3 separate regions of the Mus musculus genome follow, and regions 1 and 3 are each linked to region 2. Evidence: chromatin contacts called from public promoter capture Hi-C data. All regions are on one chromosome and are shown on one strand. The core of a region is the stretch at or near the end of the contact, and the rest is flanking DNA. Distances in the headings are between cores, read along the strand shown.

Region 1 (4,882 bases), core at 238-2,737, 2.1 Mb after region 2:
TGTTGGGCTTTTATCTATCAGTCTCACTGTGAAAAGGAACACAAAGACCTTTAAAGAGCACTGAACATTGGTTTGCTCTATTTCATTATTCTTTGCTAAGGACACACATGTGTTGGTTCACCTTAAGTGGCCTTGTTGAGCTCAACTTGTGATGACACTGCCACTGTCCTGTGGGGTCCTATTTATATTCCTTCATCACAGATCCTCCCACGTGTTCGCTATATCAAAATATCCTTTCAACCCTGTCTGCTTCAAGAAAACAAGTCTTTAAAGTGTTCACTTTAGCAAGACATGCTCTCATCTATGTGCCCCAACAAAACATCATTCGACAGAACTAACTTTCCAAAGAAACTGGAAGTTTCCACTTCATGTGCTATTTCATCTAACCCAGGAAGCCAGTATGAAATTGTCTAGGAGATTTAGCTATACATAACAAACACGAAGTGGGTCCTGTCTCCACCTCTCTAGCCCTGGGATTGCAGGCAAACACTACACATAGACACACATAATCTCCTAGGTTCAAACTGAAGTTTCCACGTTTGTGCAGCAAGCCCTTTACCACCTGACTGGCTGAGCCCCTCCCCAGCCCCTAGGAACTAGTTCCGTTTTAGGAAGATGAGACGTTTGTCAGCCACAACGGTTGCATGTCTTTCCTCTTGACACTGTCTTTCCACTGGGGTTGGTTAATATCTATCACATAGACATTTGCTCCTTCACTCCGGTAGATCTGTTTTCTCCCAGGCATCTACCACCGAGCCCTGCCTCTCTTCCTCATGACATTTGGCCTATTGGGGTCTTGTGTGTCCTGATTTCGGTAGCTGCAGATCATAACCAAAGGATGGAATGCTTATCTAGTTTCCCCAGGGTTCTGATTCCCCAAGCCCAACACAAAACAAAAACCGCTTAGCATATTCTCGGTAAGACACAGAAAACTGCCTTGAAGTCTGCCTCCCGGGGAAACCACTTCCTGCTCTATCTTCCTCCGGGATCCTGTGGCTCTCTGCCTATGTATTTACTTCTAGGACCTCTGGGGAGCCTGCAGCTCCCTTTTCCTCTCTCCGTGTTTACTCTGCTTCCCAGCGCAGGCCACAGAGTGGGAGTTTCCTGCCTGTTCATCCCCACAGCGGCGTCACTGTCTCTCCTTGACACCCACCTCTCCCGGCCTGGCCTTCAAACTCTGGGTCTCCTGGGGCCTTGGAATCACCTTCCTTCCGGTGTCTGAGTCCCGCTGTCACCTCCCCAAGGACTTCGGGATGCTTCTTTTTGGTTACTGCCACCTACCCAGAGGGATGTCGAAGACTCCCTCAGGCTTTGTTTGTGGCCCCGGCCTTGAGTTCATTAGGCAGTTTTTAAATTCAGTCTGTTCATTACTTGGCTACTCGTCCTTGCTCAGATCCTTTCTTCCTTGAACCCCCCTCCTAAAGCACCCACCCTACCCGTTGAAAGGCATTGCCCGACCTACTTCCTCCTGGAGACCCTGTCTAGGGGCCGCCTCCTTCTCTAGCCACTCCTCTTTCCGCCTCCCCCCTCCCTTCTCTGACCTGCTTTTATGACCTCTGGACAGAAACTTCCCATTTCCTGTTGTGTCTCCCATCCTGACCGTGCATTGAGAGTTTTTCACTGACATTTGGGCCTCACTGGTTTTTAGAGCCCATACCTAGTGAATACTGAATGAGTCTGAGGCTTAGAGGAATGAATGGCTTCAAACTGTCCTGCGCGACCCAGCTCTCCAGCTGGGGCCACCGCAGCCCATTCAGTTTGATGTGCAAACCTCTGTACCACATCTGCCTTGCTCCCAACTTCTTCTGTCACCAAGGTTCCCTGTGAATGTGTTCATTCATCCGTCAAAGGAAAAAAACAAAACAAACACGGAGGTGAGAATTATAAAGGCCTAGAGCTCTGTGCACCTGCAGACAGCAGTGTGATAAACAACCTAGAAGGACTGGGTTTTTCAATGTACTTTTTTTTTTTTTTTTTTCGAGACAGGATTTCTCTGTATAGCTCAGGCTGTCCTGGAACTCACTTTGTAGACCAGACTGGCCTCGAACTCAGAAATCCGCCTGCCTCTGCCTCCCAGGTACTGGGATTAAAGGTATGCGCCACCACACCTGGCTCAATGTACTTTTTAAAACTTATTTTATTTTATTTTATTTTATTTTATTTTATTTTATTTTATTTTATTCTGCTTGGGAATATGCCTGTGTTGCTGTGTGCCTATGCAGGTTGTCTTACAACTTGTGTGGAGTTAGACCTTTTATTCAGTTTCCAGTGAACTCCGGCCAGCAGGCTTGCAAGCATCTTTACTTACTGTGCCATCTTGACAGCCCAGATAGTGTCTTGTTGTTGTTGTTGTTGCTGTTGTTGTTGTTGTATTTGAGAAAGGCTCTCATGGAGCCCAGGCTGGTCTCCAACTCACTAAGCAGCAGAGAAGAATCTTGAACTCCTGCTCCCCCGTCTGTACCTCCTAAGAGCTGGGGTTGGGGACATGGTCCACCATACCTAACCACATAAGAACGTTCCTACTGTTACGTTTTCTACACTAGGTTCTGCCCTGTCTGATCAGTTACATTTCACAGAAAGGTAAACTGAACTACTGACTGCTTTGCGGAAGATTCCATTCAGTAACAGATGAGCTGAGATTGGACCTGCACAGTTAGATCTGTCAACTTAATCACACCTGGTTTTGCTGGTTGCTGTTTTGTTTTGCTCAGTTTTAGTTTTGTTTCTTCTTTGTTGTGTTTGCTTAGACACTCCAGGTCCGGCATTGGATTCCCAATGTAGTGGAGCATGACCTTGAACTTCTGACCCTCTTGCTTCTACCTCCCAGGGCTGGAGTTACAGGGAATTGGACCTAGGGTTTCCTACACGCTAAGTGATCAACTCTAGCAACCCAGCTACAACCCCACTCCCTGTTTTGAAACTTTTATGACTTCACTCAGTTATATCTCCACGTGGGTTATATCTCCACGTAAGTTATATCTCCACGTGAGTTATATCTCCACGTGGGTATGTGTTTGCAGAGATGTTCTGTTTAGCTCCCTGCAGACTTGACACGAGCTGGAGTCATTTGGGAAAAGGGAACCTTGACTGAGAAAATGTCTGGACCAGAAGGATCTGTGGCCAGGATTCCGAGGCATCTTCTTGGTTAATGGTTGTCTCAGGAGAGCCAACCGTGGAGGGTGGGGTCAGTGCTCCTGGTTAGTAAGAAAGAAGGCACGTTCCTTTAATCCCAGCTCTGGAGAGGCAGAGGCAGGCTGATCTCTGTGAGTTTGAGACCAGTCTGGTCTGCATAGTGAGTTCTAGGTGAGCCAGGACTGTTACACAGAGAAACCCTGTCTCAAAATACGACAACAACAACAACAACAACAACAGCAGCAGCAGCAACAACAAAAACAGAAAAAGCAAAAGCAAAAGGCAAACAAGCAAGCAAGCTGAGCAGGTCAGTAAGCAGCACTTGCCCATGGCCTCTGGTTCAGCTCCTGCCTCCAGGTTCCTGCCTTGAGTTCTTGCCTGACTTCCTTCAATGGTGGACTACAGGGTAGAAGTGTAAACTGTAATAAACTGTGTGCCCCCCCCCCTTAAGCTGGGTGGTATGTATCACAACAATAGAAACCCAAGTAAGGCAAGAAGCCAGAGGACAACTCGTGAGACTTGATTCTTACACCCAGAACAGCCAGCTTGGTGGGTGTAAGGTGAGTGACTTAACCCATTGAGCCACCTAGCCAAAGACATCTGCATTCTGGAAGCAGGGTCCCCTGTAACTGTGAGGTTGACCTTGTAAGTGAGGTTGACCTTGAACTCCAGAAGTCCTGCCTCTACCTCCCAAATTCTGGATTTACCAGCATTACGCCACCATACCCAAGTCTCCAGAACACATTTTTATGGGCAGCTTACTCAGATCCTGAAAGAAAAGAAACTACGAGTCACCATTGGGCTGGGTACTTGGCTAGAATTGCATCAACCTTTTTTTTTTTTCTTAGTGTGCCAGTGGGTTTTTTGTTTTTTGTCTCCCCCCCCCCCTTGGGATTTGAATTTAAAAGAATGTCTTGACTGTCTAGATGAATCTGAAGGGGAGCAAACATCTTGATAACATTTGTGACTTGGTACTTTCCTGACCATTCCCAGGCATACCCTTCCAAGATATTTAAGTCCCCTTTTTGGGTCTCTGAAATGTATTCCCATTACAGTCTTGCCCAATTGCTCTTAAATTTCTCCTTCCCCCTGAGGCCTTGTGGTTTATGCTGTTTTCTCTCCCTTCGTGGAATATGTTAGGCACGTCTCCCCTCATCTCCTCTTACGGACTCTGACTTCCCACCTCCTTCCTCCCACTGTTCTAGGAGCAGCTGTCCAGCCTCAGCAGCTGATGTAGGGTATAGGACTCACACCTCACCCTCAGGCCATCAGCTAAGCATGAGGGGGGTGACAGCTGGTTCTGTGGGCACAATGGCCACATTCTGTACTCAGACTCGCCTGGGCCTCATCTTTTTCCCTGGCCAGAGCAACTGTTTTTAAGGACAGTCTGACTCCACCTGTCTGCTCTACCCATCCCCTTCAGCAACCTCTGCCCTCTTTGGTCTGGTATACTCATGCCTTAGAACACTTCTAGCATGTCCTGCCAGACTGCCTCTCATGGGCTTGTCATTGTCTGAAGTTAACTGGTGGGAGACATCTCTCACCTTGGAGAAGGTGCGGTTTACTGAGCATCTGCTCGGCTTTCATATTCAGACACAGGCTCCACTCAGGTAAATAGTTGCAGATCTGTCAACCCAAGCAGATCTATAGTTGCTGATCTATTAACCTGTGTTAAGGGACTGGGCTAGTATCTGTCTTGTGCCTGCCCACCTTTCTAGATTTGGCATAAAGTCTCCATCCCTTCTCCTAA
Region 2 (4,762 bases), core at 1,390-3,889:
TGGATCCAGGGGAGTATGGAGTGTTCGCGGCCAGGGCTGGTGAGCAGAGCTGCTGGCACAGACCCTGCTTTGCTTGCCAGGCCTGTGGCCAGGGCCTCATAAACCTCATCTACTTCTACCACGAGGGGCACCTGTACTGTGGCCGTCATCATGCGGAGCTCTTACGACCTCGATGTCCAGCTTGTGACCAGGTAGAGTACCAAGAGGAGGCACTAGGGGAGTTCCCAGGAACACACAGGGACAAGGAACAGGCTGCAGGCTCATCAGAACTAGGAACCAGCCAGGGCCACCCCATTCCCTTTTGTTCTCTTGAGGTATGGGCCTGTGGGACCTGACCTGTTGCCTTTATTTATCTCTCTCTCTCTCTTCCCCAGTTCGAGCAGAGGTCCTTAAATTAGTTTGGACTCAGAACGTTTCTGGATCCTTGAGCAGGTGTTTATCTCATCACTATGTCAGATGATCAATGCTGTGCTTGCCCAATTCTAGAAGGATCTTAACATCAACATGAAAGGCCGTATTGAATCTTGGGATAGGAGTTAGGGAAGCTCTGGGGTCCAACTTCGGACTGGGCCACCTGCTACGTGGACGTTCCGGCCCAAAGCCAATCACCCTCTCTGAATCCAAAAGTCACAAAGTACTTCAAATCAGAACGCCTGTGGGCATAGCGTTAATGGGTATAAGGCGTGGTTATTGGATGAATGAAAGAATGGGTGAGTGAATGAATGAATGAATGAATGAATCGGTTTCCTTTCCCTCACCCAGCTGATCTTCTCCCAGCGCTGCACTGAAGCAGAGGGACAGCGCTGGCACGAGAACCACTTCTGCTGCCAGGACTGCGCAGGGCCCCTGGATGGGGGACGTTATGCCCTGCCGGGGGGTAGCCCATGCTGCCCCAGCTGCTTCTCAAAACGCTACAGAAGTGCGGGCTCTAGCTCAGTAGGAGTAGCGGAAGGACAAGCGTCTTTTGGTAAAGGAGGGGACGGTGCAGATCTTAAGGGGAGGGAGCGGCGGCTTGGGCTGAGCATAGAAGGGGGTAATTTCCCAGATCAGAACCCTTCGCCCCATGCCTACGCTGTCCTACCCGCTCCAGCAACACCCAGTCCTCCCACCGCAACCCCCAGACGCGAGCATTGGGGCCCGCAGCTCTCACCGCGCGTCCCTGGCCTGCGAGCTCCAAAGGCCTCTTGAACCCACCCGGCGGGGCTGCGGCGCCGGACTCGCTCCCAGGCGGGGGAGGCGGTCGCCCACTGGTGGACGGAGGCGGGGGGGCCCCTGGGGTAGACTGGCGGCAGCGGTGGCGCGCACGGCACAGCCTGGGGCGGGGCGGGAGGCTGCACGCAACCCTGGCCCGCCTCTTGCACAAGGACTTGGGGGCTCTGAGATGGGCATTTCTGATGGGTTTGGAACAGAGGAAGAAGGACCCGATCCAAGCGTCGGCTGGAACCGTGCCTCCTCGGATGACAAGATCACCTCCCGAGCTGCGCTTCTCTCTGCAGTTCCCACTCTCACCCTGGAAACCCTGAATGGGGCATCCAAACGGCAGGATAGAGACGGCCCACAGACACCCGGGAGTCCCATAGAGGACAGCCCCTGCCCCACCTGCTCCTCTTCCTCTGAGTCGGAACCCGAAGGCTTTTTCTTTGGCCAGCGCCTTCCAGAGCCCTGGAAGACCCCCGAAAACCTGCAAGCAGATGACAGAGACATCTCCAGGAAGCACTGCACCATTTGTTAGTGGCGCGGCCTGGAGATCAGGGTGGTGGGATTGGGGTGGGGTGGGGTGGGGGGACTTATGTAGCGAGATAACAAGGCTGTGCTGTGTAAAGACCGGACACAGAAGGCAGCCAGGCACGCGGGATAATCCCATTGGTACTGCACGCTCTCTGACCTGAAAGACACTTTCTTGGGAGCATCCCACTGCCCAGCGCCTACAGGGTGAGCTAACCCCTATCCGCAGAGGCTGGGCTAGCCTCACCGTCATCACCTTGCTTAAACTAACTGGGTTGTAGAGCAGCACTGGGAACCGACCCCCGTCCCTGGGAGGCGGGGCCGCGGGGCTCCGCCTCCGATCAGGCGTCCTGGCTCTACGAACTCCTGGAGGAGGTGGGGGCGGGCCTTCTCGCTCATTTCTTACGCTGATCGGCGGAAGTGCGGAGATCGGAAGTTGCGCAATCGGCTTGCGACGACCCGGTGCGACGCTCGGTTGGTACGTGCTTAGTGCTGGTATGGCTTCCAGCGGAGTGACGGTGAGCGCCGCCGGGTCGGCCAGCGAGGCCTCAGAGGTTCCAGACAACGTGGGAGACTGGCTCCGCGGTGTCTTCCGCTTCGCCACCGATCGAAACGACTTCCGGAGGTAACCAAGCCCGGGCCGTCTCTGGTCCTCATAAACTTAAACTTGTATTTCCTTACCTGGTGAGTCTGGCATGCATCCCCAGAGGTTTTATCGCTTTGAGAACCTTGTGGTCTCGTGGTGGCAAAAGACACCCTGTCACGTGGCTTTCAAGGAATGACGCTCCGGGCTACAGCGATAGTTCAGACGCCAAGCCTGAGGATTTGGGATCCATGGGACCCGCCGATCCATGAGACCCGCAGGGTACAAGAAGAGACCAACCCCTGCGGGTTGTACTGACCTCCACACGTGCGCTGTGTCGCGTGCACGCGCACGCACATACACAAATTAAAGAACGTCATATTTTTAAAGAAATCGCCCTAACCTAGAAGGCAGGGAAGGGGTGCCAACGCATAAGCAAATTTTAGCCCCCGCAGAGTACTAAGTTGGCCTTGGCTTGTGTTAGTAGATGCGAACGTAAAATTCTCATGTGCATATTAGGAGGACATACCCCTGTATCAGGTGTCAGTCAGCACCTCCAGAAGGTGGTGCTGAGAGGAAACTTGCCATAGTATGTCATTAGCTGCATGAGACTCTCGGACTGTAGGGTTAATGAAATGTATTCTTGACCCAGGAACTTGATCCTCAATTTGGGACTCTTTGCTGCGGGAGTCTGGCTGGCCAGGAACTTGAGTGACATTGATTTGATGGCCCCTCAGCCAGGGGTGTAGCCAGGTAAGACTTCACTTTCCCCTGCCTATTTCAGGAATCCTAAAAGATGAAGACAGCAGTATGTTCTGTCAGCTAGTCACAGAAGTAGGGAAGATTCTTGGGGTAAAGCCTTGCCCTTGTGTTTCTAGGTGAGAGCAGTTCTCCTGTGTTTCCCCGTTTCTGATGCTGTTATCTGCTTACAGAGAATGGAACTCCTGTGTATTCAGACTTTCCAAAGACAGCCTACTGTCTGTGACCACAAGATCCTACCTGAGTGGCAGCTGAAGTTGACTCCCTCTCCTTGCCTGAACCCCCCCCCACTGCCCCCCCATCCCCCAGTGTCGGCTGAGATGTTGCCTCTGCACGGTTCTGTGTGCAGTTCCCAACTTTCTGCAGAAGATGGTCCTTGCCCTTGTCCTGAAGAGTAGTAATGGTTCTTGAAAAAGATTTCAAATAAAGCCTGCACATAAAAGACAGGTATTTTATTCTTTTAATAAGAAACTTATTACAAAAACAAGGTGTAAAAAGTCCGCTTACAAAAATCAAATAAACATGACTTGTATTTCACACTCAAGAGACAGGCATGAGCCCCAAACATGATCTGCAGTGGAGATGAAATGGGAATGGGACCACCCACTTCCCAGGGATGCACACGTGCCGCAAAGCTGATTCTTGAGCAGTTCCTACTGCTGAGTCTTCCTGTAGGAAGAAGGTGGTGGTTGTCGTTTTAGTTTGCCAGGTGGGTTCTCCAGGGACCAGGGAGGCATTGTTGGGATAGAGTGAGACCTGGTGGCAGGAGTGGACAGTGATGTGTGGGTGGAGACAAACGTGTCAGGGAGCACAAGGAAGCAGCTTCCTTCACAAACAAAGGTGCTCCCTACCCTGAAATTCACACTGGTGCTGCTGTCTGGTGTTCTTCCAGGCACGCAGAAACCAGCACAGAAAGACTCCTGTACCAGGGAACCAGGTGGCGGTAGAGACGGGGTCTCCATAGTTTCATGTAGTCAATTGACTGGGTATTTTAAAACTTTTTTTATGCACCAGCCGCTTTGGAACTGGTTGTGGGTCACAGCATGCGTCGGAAAGGATTAGTGTGTCTGGGTCATAGCTGCATGACTGTTACAGATGTTACTTAAAAAAGGAAAAAGACAAAGCAGCTTTCCTGGACCTGCTGGCACATAGCTCATCCAGTCAGTTCTCTGAGGCCTACCAGTATAGCTCATTGCAGAAAAGGCTTCAATTTGACCTCCAGAAAATAATTGGGGTTGGGGGAGGCATAATTAAAAGTGTTTGTTTTTTGTTCTTTTGCGGGGGGGGGGGGGGGAGGGGGAGATATCTGGTTCTTGTGCTGGTCTGTAGTCCAGGCTGGCCTCAAACTTAGCTACATAGTTGAAGATGGTCATGAACTGCTTATTTTGCTGTTTCCATGAACCGACTCTTAGGATCACAGGTACAGGTTAGGATTCAAGGCTTTACTATGCCTGATTTTATGTGGTGCTAGCATCAGACTCTGGGCTTTATGCTTGCTAGGCAAGCACCCTACTGAGCCACGTGCCTAGTCATGCATAGGACGGGGGTTGCCATTCTCTTGTGAATCTTTAGCAGGTAGGACCTGAGTGGGGATGGCTAGGAGAAACACCCTATGAGGGAACTCAGGCCTAGAATTTACCCTGGGATTACAGATACTCTGAAGAGGCAGGCTGGAGGCCTGGTGGCACACACTTA
Region 3 (4,414 bases), core at 959-3,458, 2.2 Mb after region 2:
ACAAAGGGAGCTTTGTGAACTCTGCTTATATAGCCAGGGGTGCCTGCACCAATCACAGCAGACTCTCATGCAAATGAAGGACTATGTTTGCTCTAGTGGCAGGCTTTCTGCTGGGCTGCCAGGAAAGTGTTCCTCTTCCGATCAGGGGCAAGATCATTTAGAGTTCCCTAGAGCTTTTGAAGACAATGAGTGCCATGCAAGCGGCTGGAAGCAGTCATAGGTGGGGTTGCGCCTCCAAGAGCCAGAGAGCTGCGGTTGTTGGGTTGGTGTGTAACTTCCTCAGAGCGTTCCAGTGCCTGCCACCAGCATAAGGGCAGTCCCCTGGCTGTTTGGATGCCAGTCCTATCAGGGCACTCAGGGTGCCTGGGAAAGATGTAACACCTGTCAACTGGGGAGTCAAGCCACTTAATCTCAGCACTCAGGACACAGAGGCAGGGACAGGCAAATCTGTGAGGTTGAGGCCAGTGTGGTCTACATAGAGAGTTCCAGGCTAGCTGCAGCTACACAGAGAGACCCTGACTCAATAAAATAAAAGTCAAGCCACTCTGGCCCCAATGTCTTAGCTTTTTATAAAGGAAAAAAAATCACATTAAAAGGGATGCTTACAACAGGATTTATCACTATATAAAGGCACTTCAGCTGCAATTAACAGCACTTTAACAATGCTTTGCTCCTGCCCCAGAGAGAGATGGTGTCTTCTAATCTGTCAGTGCCTTTAACCTGTTGCAGTCCCTGATAGGAATACTACTATTTTACAATTAAAATTAATCCTGTGAAACTGACAATATTCAGCTGTTTGATCCCACCAGTGGCCATTCTGACATTACCACCTTCTCATTTTCTTTCTTCCTGAGACAGTTTCTGTGTATAGTTCTGGCTGTCCTAGAACTCGCTCTGTAGATCAGGCTGGCCTTAAACTCACAGAGACCCACCTGCCTTTGCCTCCAGAGTGCTGGGATTAAAAGTGTGTGCCACCACTGTCCAGCTCTGGCTTCTTTTTTATAACCCCAGTGGCCGTCTCCTATTGGATGACTCCTCAGTTAGGGCGTGGCCTGGAGAGGATCTACTCCGTCTAAGCAATATTTGGCTAGCTCAGTTTCAAGATTTCTATACTCCTTCTGTTGTTTCTTTTGCAATCAATGCAATTACTAACAACAGAACCACTCTGTGGAGAGGGTTCAGTGGGTAACGTGCTTTCTGCACAAGCCGAGGACCTGAGTTCAAACCCCAGGACCTACTAAAAGCCATATGGCACATCTATAAGCTGGTGGGACAGAGATAGGTAGTTCCCTGGGACTCCTTGCTGTAACAGTGAACTCCGGGTTCAGCAAGAACCTTATTTCAAAAATGTAAGGCAGAGAGCAACGGAGGAAGACACCTGACATATACAAATGCATGGGCAAGTGAGTCCCTGATACATGTGCACGCACATGCATACAGCACACAAGTAAATATGAATAATTATATTAATTACTCTCTCTCTTTTCCTCCTCCTCCTCCTCCTTCTTTTTTTGTTTTTTTTTTTTTTTTTGAGACAGGGTTTCTCTGTGTAGCCCTGGCTGTCCTGGAACTCACTCTGTAGACCAGGCTGGCCTCAAACTCAGAAATCTGCCTGCCTCAGCCAGCCTCCCAAGTGCTGGGATTAAAGGCGTGTGCCACCACTGCCCAGCCCCCAAACCAGGTCTCAATATAAATTTAGAGACTAAGCTTGGGATGGGGGGCGTTTCTATGTGAGATTTATTAGGGAAAGGGTTAGAAAGATAAATTTCAGTCTATACCATGGAGAGAAAGATAGCTTTGTAAGGGTGGAACTTGGGAGTGAATCTGTTTTCTGGATGACCTTGAACGAGCCTTTGTTCAAAGTCAGTTTTCTATTTTGAAAAACGCAGCTGGCTGCTGAGGCAAGACAGCATCCAGCAGGGCGCCTGGCCCAGAAAAAGGAGCGGTAAGTGGTGGGTGAATCCTGTCTAATCAGGATGCCAATTCTACACCGACATCTGCAAGCTCTGTAGAGGGTGCACCGCACACGGCCACCCGAGGTGACAGAAGTAGCAATGACAGTTGTTGGAAAAGAGCCGCAAACTAAAACAAAATCCTGAGGTTCTGCAGCTCTGAGGTCTGAGACCTCCATCCTCAACCCAGGCCGGAGCGCCGGGTGCAGGAAGATAGGTGCGTCAAGAGTAGCGCGCCAGCTCGCGGGAAGTGGCGCGTTGTCCTGGCAACCCTGGACCGAGCCTTGCAGGCGGTGGTAGACGCCCTTGCTTTCGCTTTGCATCCTGGTATTTGGCAGTTCCGCTGCCAGTTGGTGCGTTGATCTGGGCCACATCCTCCATGGAGTCTTCCAAGGGTAGATGAAGGGCTTCCCCCAGGGAAGTAGGGTGGGACTCAGAGGTGGAAAGGAGACCCAAGGACGGGGCGGGGCGAGTACTTTCGGGAGCCCTGAGTCAGGAGGAGGAGGAGTGGGCAGGACATTCAAACCCGTGAACACCGCTAGGAGGTCCAGTGAGATTTAGGTTTTTCCCTTGCGCTGCCTCTTGAATTTCAATGACTTATGGGGTCTGTTGGTTTTGAATGATAGCCTTTCTAACAAGCACCTTTTGGGTCCGATTGCTTTTCACTGTGTGAACTGGTGAGCCCATGAATACTGGATATGGCAATCCCGTCCGCCAACTTCCCTCTGTCTCAAGAGCGGCCTGTACTAGAGAGCGGCAGAAGGTTCCAGAGAAAAGCGACTTGGGCATGACTAAGGTGGAAAAGAAATACAATTGAGTTCTGGGAAATCAAAAGGTTGGATGGGTGTATAAGCTTATGGAGAGAAAAGGTTTATTGGACTCATAGCTTTATAGGTTTTTTTTTTTTTTTTTTTTTTAAAGACTAAGCACTGCTACCTCATATGTAGCCCAGAGTAGCCCGGAATTCTCCATCTTTTGCTTCACAGGCCCCCGACATTCCAGGTGTGGCTCATGGTCAAGGTCCTGTTGCTTTGGCCCTCTGGTGGCATATCATAGTGGCAATCATCAAAGCGTCTCCCTCTTAGTCAAGAAATAATGACGAGTAAAAGGGATGGCTGTGGTCCCACTCTTTCACTCAGAGGCACCCCAACGACCCAAGACTTCTTATTTTTTTAAAGTTGTCTTTATTTTATTTATGTATGTTTTGCCTGCCTGTTTGTATGTATGTATACTGAGTTTGCGTCTGGTGCCTGCAGAAGGTAGAAGAGGGCGTTGGATACCCGGGAACTGGAGTTATGGATGGCTGTGAACCACCACGTGGTGCTGGGGATAGAAGTCCCGCCCCCCCCTGCAAGAGCATCAAGGGTTCTAACTCTCTCCACCTCCATGCCCTCTGACTTTTAAAACAGTCCCATCATCCCAACAGTATGACAGACTGGGAGCTAAATCTTTAAAACATGGGTTTTTGGAGAGCATTGCAGATCCAAGCTAAGGCAGATAGTTAGGGGCTACACACAATGAGCTCATGTCTACATTTGAGATCTGATCAGTCAGAGACTTCCATCAAAAAGAGGAGCTAAGCTGGCGCTTGCACACGTGCAGTGCTTGTGCAGGACAGGCAGGCACGAGGATCGCAGTGTTCAAGGTCATTCTCATGGTATACAGCAACTTTGAGGCCAGTCTCGCCTGCGTGAGACCCTGTCCCAACAACAAGACAAGGCAGAGATCTGACTGTGTGGTTGCCTGGAGCTTCTAACAGCAGGGAAGTATATTGTAAACGAGTAAAGGGAGCCAGGGGTTTGAGCTGCCTCGTGCTTTGTTTAATAAGCACAGAGTCTGGGCTTTGCCCTAGGGTCTGTCCATATCCATGTTTTTGCTTGCTCAGATATTAGTAGAAATGCGGCATTACTTATGAGATTGGGGCACTTCAGGTGGAACTGAGCACTCCAAGGCAGGTTTGTGCAGGCCCATGCTCTTACTCCATAACTGGCTCTTAAGGAAGAGGAGAAAGAATGGGAGCATGTTTCTCTTGAGGGTACAGAGTCCAGACGATGGTACAGTTCCCCCAAACCCTTCGGGGTGAATCCAGGCTCAGGCTGTCATGACTGCAGGTCAGTAAGTAGCCAGTGTACTGCAAAAGGGGCTGGAGAAGTCTCAGCCTTGTTCCCAGTCTCCTAGGTCCCAGGTCTTCTTTTTCTTTCTTTTGTGTATATATATATATAATGTATTTTCCTCAATTACATTTCCAATGCTATCCCAAAAGTCCCCCATACCCTCCCCCCCCCCACTCCCCTACCCACCCATTCCCACTTTTTGGCCCTGGCGTTCCCCTGTACTGGGGCATATAAAGTTTGCCTGTCCAATGGGCATCTCTTTCCAGTGATGGCCGACTAGGCCATCTTTTGATACATATGCAGCTAGAGACAAGAGCTCCGGGGTACTGGTTAGTTCATATTGTTGTT

Evidence for each region. Promoter capture Hi-C pulls out the DNA fragments that hold promoters and counts their contacts.
Region 1: a contact with region 2 is called in a promoter capture Hi-C map of liver, with 4 times the contacts expected there. The contact joins the enhancer-like site here to the promoter of Tomm6os in region 2. A contact is called at or near these places in 1 of 39 promoter capture datasets (liver), 1 of 484 Hi-C or Micro-C datasets (B cells) and 1 of 9 other capture datasets (adipose tissue).
Region 3: a contact with region 2 is called in a promoter capture Hi-C map of the SN4741 cell line, with 6 times the contacts expected there. The contact joins the promoter of Spats1 here to the promoter of Tomm6os in region 2. A contact is called at or near these places in 5 of 39 promoter capture datasets (the SN4741 cell line, hippocampal neurons, liver and 1 more).

The regions. Positions count from the first base shown.
Region 1 is chr17:45,615,761-45,620,642 of GRCm38.p6, reverse strand. No RefSeq gene overlaps it. Among named protein-coding and RNA genes, the nearest start is that of Gm52283, 8.7 kb to the left of the region's middle. Within about 2 kb of position 1,487, at least 176 of the 459 cell types and tissues checked have an H3K27ac peak or open chromatin away from gene starts, as enhancers often do. A contact at or near this core is called in B cells, adipose tissue and liver, where this site is marked.
Region 2 is chr17:47,685,487-47,690,248 of GRCm38.p6, reverse strand. Tomm6os (translocase of outer mitochondrial membrane 6, opposite strand) reads right to left here and starts at 2,639. Exons shown (of 3, transcript NR_045945.1): 1 at 2,132-2,639; 2 at 1,600-1,681; 3 at 1-1,519. Gm20517 (predicted gene 20517) reads right to left here. Exons shown (of 9, transcript NR_157366.1): 9 at 3,510-4,762. Usp49 (ubiquitin specific peptidase 49) reads right to left here. Exons shown (of 7, transcript NM_198421.2): 7 at 3,510-4,762. Tomm6 (translocase of outer mitochondrial membrane 6) reads left to right here and starts at 1,863. Exons shown (of 3, transcript NM_025365.3): 1 at 1,863-2,350; 2 at 2,961-3,061; 3 at 3,241-3,604. The coding sequence starts at 2,223. The coding sequence ends at 3,057. It also overlaps Prickle4 and a transcript of Frs3 not described here.
Region 3 is chr17:45,472,732-45,477,145 of GRCm38.p6, reverse strand. It overlaps Spats1 (spermatogenesis associated, serine-rich 1), which reads left to right and starts at 2,208. Exons shown (of 8, transcript NM_027649.3): 1 at 2,208-2,347. The coding sequence starts at 2,332.